Regions from separate parts of the Gossypium hirsutum genome. Here region 1 is linked to region 2. A link is a contact called in public Hi-C data. All regions are on one chromosome and are shown on one strand. Each heading gives the region's core, a stretch centred on a gene start, on an enhancer-like site or on the middle of the called end of the contact. The rest is flanking DNA. Distances are from core to core; before and after follow the strand shown. Region 1 overlaps LOC107904395 (ABSCISIC ACID-INSENSITIVE 5-like protein 2). Region 2 overlaps LOC121217931 (a long non-coding RNA gene).

Region 1 (5,211 bases), core at 1,901-4,400, 280 kb before region 2:
AACTTTGCAATTTGATCCTTGTTTGATCCCAAGTCAACTTTAGAACTCACGTAAGCTTGTATTAAGCTAAAAAAAGGTTTAAATTTTCTCTGAATGACTTATATTATGATTTATAATGATTTTTTATTTGAATTATTCGTTAAAGGTCTGTAACTGTTTCGTTTTGTTCTGCAAAATTCTGTAGCTCAGTCTTGGCGAATAGGGCGAGCTAGGGGTGTTACATTTAGTGGTATCAGAGCTATGATTTAGTTGATTCTCAGGCTGAATGTAGCACGTGTCGAGTCTAAAAAATATATGCCACAAGAACATATGACAGTGTGATGATTTTTATCCAATCTGATTTTGTTTTTCGTATAGATATACAATGTCGGTCGAGTCTAACTGTGTCGTACCAAATGAGGTAGATAGTAATGTTTCGACTTTCAAACAGGGAGCAATTCATAGCATACCCGTATCCTAAATACCTAGAAGTAAGGACTGTGGTGTTTTCTTTCAAATGATGAATGAATGATTTGCACAGTTTATGTGAGCTAACCTTGCAGCTCCGCAACCTCTGCCCCTTCGTTTGCCTCCCTCGGCACCCTGTTGTCCTTAAAGTTCAAGTCTGATAATTATTAATCGACCCCCGATAGATAAGATTCACAAGTGTGGGGTAGAAGAATTTTGAGATCTATATAATGATGATCCAGTGAAAGCTGAATACTAGCTGGAAAAAACTCAACGAGTTCTTGATGAATAGCTTGTTCTTCCAATGATAGTCTAAAATGTGTTATATCTCTGTTGAAAGAAGAAGCGTACCAATGGTGAATTACTTTGACATTTGTGGTCTCGAGAGACAGAGTAACATGAGATTTCTTTCAAATTGAATTTAAGAAGAAATATATCAATAAAATGTATCTAGAGAAGAAGAAACGAGAATTTATGGATTTGAAACATGAAAATATGTCAGATGTGGAATATGAGTGTAAACTCATTTTGCTTGAGTAAATATGCTTGAGAATTTATACCTTCAGAGGCTGAGATGTGTACTCGATTCGAATAGGGTTTAAACGAAGACATACGAACGATAGTGGGTGCATTGGAAATAAAAGAGTTTGTGGTATTATTCGAACGTGCCCAGAAAATGGAATAAATTTGGAACAATAAGAAATGTGCTAAGGATAAAAGTGAGGATACCGGGAAGCTTAACATGGCTAGAACTTTTTTTTTGACTCCCCCATCTAAAAGAATGAGGGATTTCAGAAGCCAGCCTGTACCACTACCGGAAATTCGAGAAAATATGTGTCTAGAAAAAATTACCCGAAGACTCAAGCTACATCAGTAGCGAGTGTCACTAGTGTTCGAAATGTAGACAAACCCATTTGTGAGCATTGTTGAAAAGGGGATAATATGATGCATGTCGAAAAGGGGAGACTCATTTTGTTATCGATGACTATTGTCTAATCATTTGTTGAAATGTTATGTTAAAATGTTAAAGGGGAGATTGTTGGGACTTTAACTATCTGGGGTGTCATTGTTCCATTTCTTGTTCGAACAACACTTAAGACAATAAGGTAGGATATCACTTGGGACAGCAAGTTGGGACAAATAAAGTACTGTAAGTTTGTTGGCATTTTTTACTTGGATAATTTTGGTTAACTTCCTATCAACAAATGAACTTTGGTTTTTTATTGGGAGCTTAATTTTCAAATGGGAGAAGAAAGAGAAGAGATTGATTCAAAGCAAACCTTATCCTTTTACTTGATGACTTGGTCTTACTTGGTGTTGAAGCCTCTTTGAATTTACTTGGAGAGGAAGCATTAATTCAAAATTTAAAGAGGGGATTTTTGTGTGGATAATTTCTTTATTTTAAATGTTGATTTATCTTTTCAAGTTACTTGGAGAAGCTGTAGTAGTTGTTACTTTTTGCTATGTAATTTTGCACTCTTTTTTTTAGGTATTTCTTGGAGTGTAAACTTTAACTCGTTGGGCTATAATTATCATTGTTGTAAGTGTAGATTGAACTTTAGTCAATAGGTGATCCGGACAATAGTTAAATAAAATTATTAGCGAGGTTCCGTAGGGTAGGATTGACGAATTCGAATTGCGTTACCAAATATTGTGTGTTGATTTTTCCCTTAGCCTTGCTTTCCTCTTATAATCTGTTTGTTAAATTACCAGCACACCGAAGCTTTTTTTTAAGTCTTTGCCTAGGATTTTCGCTTTGGTGTCTAATAAGGTGGGAAAAGTTTGTGAGTTAGGAAGGTAGGAGAATGGAAGCTGGAAGTAGGGCATTTGTTTGAGAAGAACTCCCTATGATTGGGAATTAAATCAGTGGGAAGCCTTAAAGCTCTAGTTAGAAGGGTACAATTTTGGGTCCATGCAAGCTGATTGCATCAGGTGGTACGATTCATCAATAGGAATTTATTCGTCTAAAGATTATTGCAGGTTGGTGTGTTCAAAGGTGATGGTATCTTGTACTGCTTGGAGGAAGGTGTAGTTTGGTCTTACCCCTCCTAAGATTGAATTCTTTTCCCTACAAAAGTGGAATTCGCTAAATGTGTGGTTGTTTCTGATGCAATGATCATTTGTAGTTTATGCCATCTTGCGCTTAAGTCGGTTGTCCATCTCTGCTTTAATTGTGAGATCTCGAGGTGAATTTTGCAGCGATGGGTGGCCCTTTGGAATGTCAATTGGGCCCTCCCCTGTAACGGTCGGCTGTTCCTTGAAGCTTGAGTCCAAGCTGGTAGGTTGAGCAGATGGGCTAAGGTATGGGAGGTGGCATTTTTTAACGATCTCTTGGTTTATTTGTCTTTTTTTGGAATGAATTTGTTTCCAAGGGGAGGGTCGTTGATATTAACTGTTTATTCGACCTTACTTTGATGAGAATAGTATGGTGGAGTAACGCAAAATGGCCTAAAGCCATTCTTTCCTTGGATGATTTCCTTTTATGCCATAAATTTCGTGGGATGCTCAAGTCGACAAGGCGGTCTCTATCTTCCATTTGGACGTCGTCCGCTCTATGGACTTTGAAATTTAGTGTTGACCCGGTTAGAGTTAATCCTGAACCAGCTGGTCTTCAGGGATTTTATGTGATCATAATGGTACTACCCTTTTTACTTTCTCTATTGTGATTGGTGTTTGCGACCCCTTGATTTCTGAACTCTGAGTTGCAAGCTGTTAAAGGAAGCTTTGGATATCTTCGTTGCTTCTAAACGGGCTAGTGGTGCTAGACTGATTATTGAGAATGATTATTAAAGGTTCAATTCTACTACTTTTTGCAAAAGTTATTGGATCATCCGAAAATCTTGATGTATATGATCATCATTAATCATTTAATTGGATTTTTCATGAGTAATGTAAAAATAATAAGCTAATATGACATTACACATGATAATATATTTGGTGCATCAAATTTTGAAAATAATAAAACTTAATGAATTTAACAATTACCATTCTGACTGAAATTTTACCGGGAAATCATTTACATTAAGAGGGAGGCTAATGGGAGTGCAGATAAATTGGCAAAAGCTGCCATTCTTAGAGGAGGCCCTGGTGGGATCTCATTTGCTTCCTGGTGATTTGGGGGCTGGTCGTGGCCACCTGCTACATGGGTTTGGCTCTTGGTCTTTATTTATGATTATATGTTGTACCTTTAGGGACAAAACTACACATTTAATTTCAAAAGGAAATTAAAAAAAAAAAAGGCGCACAACTACACATTTAGGGACAAAGCTTACCAGTTGAATTAATTTCATAGTAAAAAAGTAAATACATGAAGGGGGAAAAAAAACTCTTACAAGAAGGAAGCAGCCATTACCGGCAAATGAAACAATGGCTGCCTCTGGAAGATGCATTGACTTTAACCTTATGCCTAAATTGAAACCAGAAACAGATGCCAGAAGCTGGTTTGTATATGCAAAACTTTCACACTAACTGCTACGGGATTGTTAGAACGGGGCCGATGATGTTCTACGAAGCTGATATTTTGGCTCGGGAGGAGGTGCGGACGGCAGCAGCTTCTCTAGCTCCTGAGAATATAAAATCCCAGAACCAAGAATGAAAACAAATCGTATGCAGTAGTGATGAATGAAACTTGTAAAAATTTTCATGTATGAAACCATGAATGACAACTACATGCAGAAGCAAATGCAGTTGTAATATGTGCGGTATCATTTTCAGGCTGAATTGAATGAGAAAAAATATTAAGGAGTTGAGATTGAGGGCCGGAAACACAAAAACAAGGAAACAAATACCGTCTCCAGTTGTTTCTTGTACTTCTCACAGTAAATCAAGGATCTTAAGTTCTATGCTACTCGGACTTGAGTGTGAGTGTAAGGGAGGGGTATGTATCCTGAGACAGGATTTCTTAATTTCTCTCAACATTTCCATGTGCTTAGAGAGTCTATGGAGGATCATATCTCCACAACCATGTCGGAATATGCAACAAATACAGGTACTTCTTAAAAAAACAATGGAAAGTTGGAGTAACACAGCTATTCACGGTTAAAGGGTTTGCATACAATATTTAACAAGATATACCTAACAATTAGAAAAATGAGTGAAAGCATCCAACCTAAAAAAACCATTTTGGCAATAAGTGGAGGGCCAACTTTAATACAAGACCATAAGAACCCAATACTTAACAGATGTGGATAAACCACTTAAAACTTCCCCTCACATGAAGCTAACAGGGATTACAAGTGGACAACTGCACCAAGGGTTGTCAACCTCACACGGAGTTCAGTAGGATCAACAACATAACTGACCCAAGGCTCTAACACCAAGTTAAAGCATCCAACTTAAAATAAATTGGTAATAGGTGGAGGACCCGACTGTAAATATAAGACCATAGAAAACCAACAACTTACCGAATGTGGATAACACCACTTAACAAACACCAACAACCCTATATCCTACTAATTCCTAGAGAAACATAAGAACACGACACAAATGGATTTAACCTGGCTTAAATTAAGTCACCCAACAGATGGGCTCCTAATAAGATTATGGATTTCAGAGTTTGAGACAAACAATTTTACTGTCCAAACTGTCTTCTTTGGGTCATGGTTATATTCTACAATATGTGAAACCTGTTCCGCAGCAAGATTTACCAATCTCATGGTTAAATTCATGTAAACATCCCTCTAGCTACCTTGCGAAAAAACAGTTCATCCTAAAGCAATTCACGATAAAGGTCTCTATAACGTGCTTACACAAATTTAGTTACGG
Region 2 (4,816 bases), core at 191-2,690:
GTGGTCACTATGTTGCACCTCAATACAGTAGCTCACAACCTCATTACCCATAATGTGCCAGAATCTTTGATAAAACACCGCACCCAAACTGTCCTCTCTCGAAGCCTTTAGTGGGCTCATATTTTTGAGGGCCAAGCACAACTCTTCATAATAAAAACCCCTTACGAGATCATCATTCATAGATGCCGTAATACAAGGATCAACTCTCTCAAGTATGGCATCAGCATTTGTAACTCCTGTTGACAAAAATAGGGCACCAAAATAACTAGTGGCATGTGACAGAAAGCCTTCGTTACTATCATCAATATTCCCATTAGTATCTACCAACTTATCCACCGTATTCCTTCTCTTCCTAGCAAATGCTGCTTTATGAAAAAGGTTCATGTTTCGGTCACCATTTTTCAGCCAGCTTGCTCTAACTCTTTGTTCCCAATACAGCTCCTCCTTATTGGCCTCCATACTAAAAGCTAGCTTTGTATCAACAATGTCCCCCAAAACTGCATTAAATGGAGTTGACTTATTTAACCTTTAGAGCTGCCTCTCAAGGTCCTTCCTAGACATGGATATTTCATGTTTAACTCGTGCAAACCACTTATCCAACCCTTCCCCACCCTTGCAAAGTCTCGTAGGAAGAGTGCCTGAACTAGTATCCCACAAGTTCTTTACCTCTGTTTCACAAGTATCCTCCAAAAGTCATGCCGCCTCAAAGAGAAAGTGAAGCACTTTAGTGCTTAGACTCTCCACCTTTGAATTTAGAAGTAAAGGATAATGATTTGAAAAGAAGTATGATAGATGAGACACTTTGTAATTTGGAAATAAAGACCACCAATCGTCATTAGCTACAGCTCGATCTAACCATTCACTTATGCTATTAGAAATGGTGCATGCCATCTCCCAAATCAACCACTGTCCCGTGTAACCAAGATCAAAGATATTACAATCAAATAACATTTCTCAAAACTTTCTCATTTGACTTTCATGTCTGACTAAACCACCTTATTTCTCTGACATGAAAGCTATTTCATTAAAATCCCCGATGACTCCCAAGAGATTTGTAGGCAATCATTGAAAGACCGTAAAAAAATTCCAAGAAGCCTCTATTTCATTTTCTGCCGGAGCTTCGTAGAAACCTGTGCACCTCTATCTCAACCTCTCCGAATCTTCATCAATCATAATATCAATATGTTATCTAGAGTACGTTCAAAGCGACACCTTGCAACCACTTTTCCACCTCATAGATAAACCCCCACTTCTTCCATCCGAGTCAACATCAATTCCATTAATGTAACCACACTTACACTTGATCTTTTCCATTCTAGAACCATGTAGTTTTGTTTCAATAAAAAAAACCACAGATGGGTTAGAGTCTCGTAGCATATGCCAGAGACGTTAAACTATTCGGGGTCTTTCCAAACCCCGAACGATTCAGCTTAGAAGCTTTATTGCTTTTGGGTGGCCTCATTGTTAAGGCGTGTCGGTCTTATTTGATTAGGTACTTGATCAAAATACCCAAAAATTCAATTGAATCCTTATTAGCAGAAACTCCCGAAGCAAATGAAAAGGTTTGAGGACGCTTTAGCCCATCCAAATTACGCATTGGGCTATTTTCTTCTTCACGAATTGCCATCTCACCATCAAAACTACTATTAGCTGTGTTAAAATAATGGCCTAATCCACTCCTAACTATAGGCCCAGTTAATATGGAAATATTTGAGTTTTCCTTTTGTAGAGAGAAAAATTAGAAGGAGATCCCTTAGTTATTCCTTGACTTCGACTTTTCCTTTTGAAGAGAGAGAAAAATTTAAAAAAATCCCTTAGTTATTCCTTGGCTTACGAATCCATCTTGCAGATCCCCTAGGTTACTCCTGCCATTATTATTTTTGGAATTACCATAACTTGGGCCTTTTTCGCCACTATCCTCCACCAGCAATTGGCTCCTTCACGCCATAGTTCTTTTCGACTGAGCACGAAGTGAGATATACACTTATACTCATACTCTTGATTCAGAATAATCGCTCTTATTGGGCAAAAACTCTCACCATGCCCTAATTTTTCACAAATAAAACAAAAAAGAGTTTCTCATATTCAAAACAAACGTAGACAGACGTACCATTTGGGAGTAAAAGCTTTTTCTTTCTTTTTGAAGGACTACCAACATCTAACCGGACTCTCAACCTTATTATTCCTCTGTACGCTAATTGAACTACCGAAGTGTCATATTCAAGGAAAGTCCCCACAAAATTCCCCAATTGTTTCGCAACAACCTCAAACATGAAACCATGAGGGATATCATTAACAAGAATCCAGAAACTCACTTCTGTTAACTGAACAGTCAAAGGATTCTCCCCTTGTATTGAATAATTAAGAACCAACAAATGGGAATTAAAAATTCCACAAGCCATTCCTCTCCACCCAATCCACATCAACTTGAAAATAAAAACGAAATAAAAATTGACCATTCTCAAGATCTGATATAGAGACTTCACCAATAGGGTGCCAAACATTGGCCAAAGTAGATCTTATCGCTTGAAAATGAACCACACTGGAGGTAAAGAACATTGCAACAAAACAATTCACATAAGAAATTTCATTATCAACCGATTCAACCCCTAACTGAATTAAGTCCTCTTCCATCTCCTCTAGAGAAAGACTTGCCATAGAGTCTTCCAATAGTGAAAAGCTGCAGAGAAACACGTAAATTGGAGAAAAATCAAAAACAAAATTGTAGGCAAAATAAAGTTAACGTGCTACCAAGAGCAAAACAAAACACGTCAAAAGACAGAGAGGGAGCATGTCAAAAGACAGAGTTAGCTCGAAAACATTTAAATAACTAATATCTTTTATTTTAAGAATTGAGCTTTGTATAAAAAATTACTTATAAATGCTAATATTCATATATAGAGTATATATGAGGTTTAAAATTAAACAAATTGAAAAATAAAATGCTATATATTTCATAAGAATGATTATATAAATATATATAATAATGTCAACAGTTAGACATGAATTTTAAAATCTAAAAAATAAAAAGGCTAAATTTTTTGTAATAAAATAAAAGGATTAAATTTCAAAATTTTAACAAGTATAGAGAATTATAACATATTTTACCCAAAAATAATGTAATTATATATTAAATCATTGTAAATTGTTGTGAAATTAACTATAGTTATATATTAGTAATTTTTGACATTTACCTATATTTGCTTGTAAATATTAATCGGATATCATTAAAGCAAGAATCATTATATATGCATATATGGTTAGCATTTAATATATTTAATGTATAAATCCATTATAAGATAATGTTAACTTATTTAAAACCTTTAACACCTCATTAAGAAGATTTTAGAAATAAATGCAATACACAATTAATAAAAATATTTATTTTAGAAATAAATTACTTACTGTTTCATGTAAATGTTTATTGCTTTGTCAGATGATATATACCAAAACTTGCCATAAACCCAAATTAACTGTAAAAAGAATTCACAGTTCCATACGTGGCTGTATTTATTTCATACTGTATTCTTAAAACTATAGTTTTAAAACCATGGGCCTTAAGAAAATACAGTCTACCAGTAAAGACAAAACCATTATTCTAATATGTGAATAATTTGTCATTAAGTGAATATCTATTAATATTAAGATATGTTTGGTACACATTAGAATTTTAACATTTACTAGAATTAGAGTTTTATACCATGTATAGTTTTTATGTCTATAAATATAGGTTTTAGAGAAACATTATAAACATCTGATTGATCAATAAAATTCAAAGTTCTCTTGTTTCGTCTATTTCTTTTATTCTTTATTCTTTTTATTATTTTTTTCATAACACGTTTATTAGCACGATGATTCTCAATTTTGTTTATCCTCTTCAAAATCTTTGATAGCCACACAATATTTTTTTTTATTGTCAAATGCATCTCTAACCTAATAAGAATAACCAAGTTTTATATACCCACACAATATTTGATTTACAACCAAATGTATTTACGGGCCTAATGAGAATAATCAAGTCTTATATGCCAACAGATGTGTCAAAGTCCTAGTAGGAAATTTTGATAGAATAAATGAAAGTAATGCTTGCCTGAAGTGCGATAGATAAATTGGTTCCAAAGATGATAAATTAAGATTGTCATATAGTGGAAGTGGTGCTCTTGAATAGATCTAATACATAACTAATTATTAAAACTCCATAAAAGATTCAGGTACATAAAGATGGAAATAATTAAAATAAAAAGATTTCGATAAGTTATGTTAATCGAGAAAATATGGAACTATGGAAAATAGAAAGTTGTTGACAACAATTTTGCGTGAGATTTTATTATTGAAATAATAAAAGAAGCGAAGGATCTTGACTGTTGAGAAACATATACATGGACTAAATTGGCCAAAAAAGGAAAGACACAATTAAAGTAGAATTAAAATTGTGAAAGTTTTGGACTAGTAGTCCAAACATCTAAAGGTATAAAGCCAGTGAGGTACGAATATGTACTTTTGTAGAAATGAAAAAGAAAGATAAAGTTTTTTGTTAAGTTCTAGCATTGATTATAAGAAGATATAATATTCTTTTGTGACGGATGCATTAAACCTTTAGATATCTCATTAGTCCGGCAGTTCATTAAAGATTTAGCACGCATCTAATGTTGTTGTTACAACATCTATATGGATCACTATACAGTGAAGTTTATATTGAAATCCTTAAAGGATTTAGAATAATAGAAGATTATAGAAATTCCTAGGAAAGTGTTCAATATGTTTGTACAATCAATTATATGAATTGGAATGATTTGAACATATGTAGTAAAATTGA

What was found. A called contact is a pair of places that touch in the nucleus more often than the background predicts.
Region 1: a Hi-C map of leaf shows a contact between it and region 2, with 2.9 times the contacts expected there. The contact joins two enhancer-like sites. A contact is called at or near these places in 10 of 34 Hi-C or Micro-C datasets (hypocotyl, leaf, petal and 1 more).

The regions. Positions count from the first base shown.
Region 1 is chrD05:29,754,675-29,759,885 of Gossypium_hirsutum_v2.1, reverse strand. It overlaps LOC107904395 (ABSCISIC ACID-INSENSITIVE 5-like protein 2), which reads right to left. Exons shown (of 5, transcript XR_005914195.1): 4 at 3,800-4,010; 5 at 3,402-3,646. Among protein-coding and RNA genes, the nearest start is that of LOC107904395, 6.2 kb to the right of the region's middle. Within about 2 kb of position 3,150, at least 8 of the 9 cell types and tissues checked have an H3K27ac peak or open chromatin away from gene starts, as enhancers often do.
Region 2 is chrD05:29,476,330-29,481,145 of Gossypium_hirsutum_v2.1, reverse strand. The region is part of intron 1 of LOC121217931 (a long non-coding RNA gene); the gene reads left to right. Among protein-coding and RNA genes, the nearest start is that of LOC121217931, 5.2 kb to the left of the region's middle. Within about 2 kb of position 1,440, at least 5 of the 9 cell types and tissues checked have an H3K27ac peak or open chromatin away from gene starts, as enhancers often do.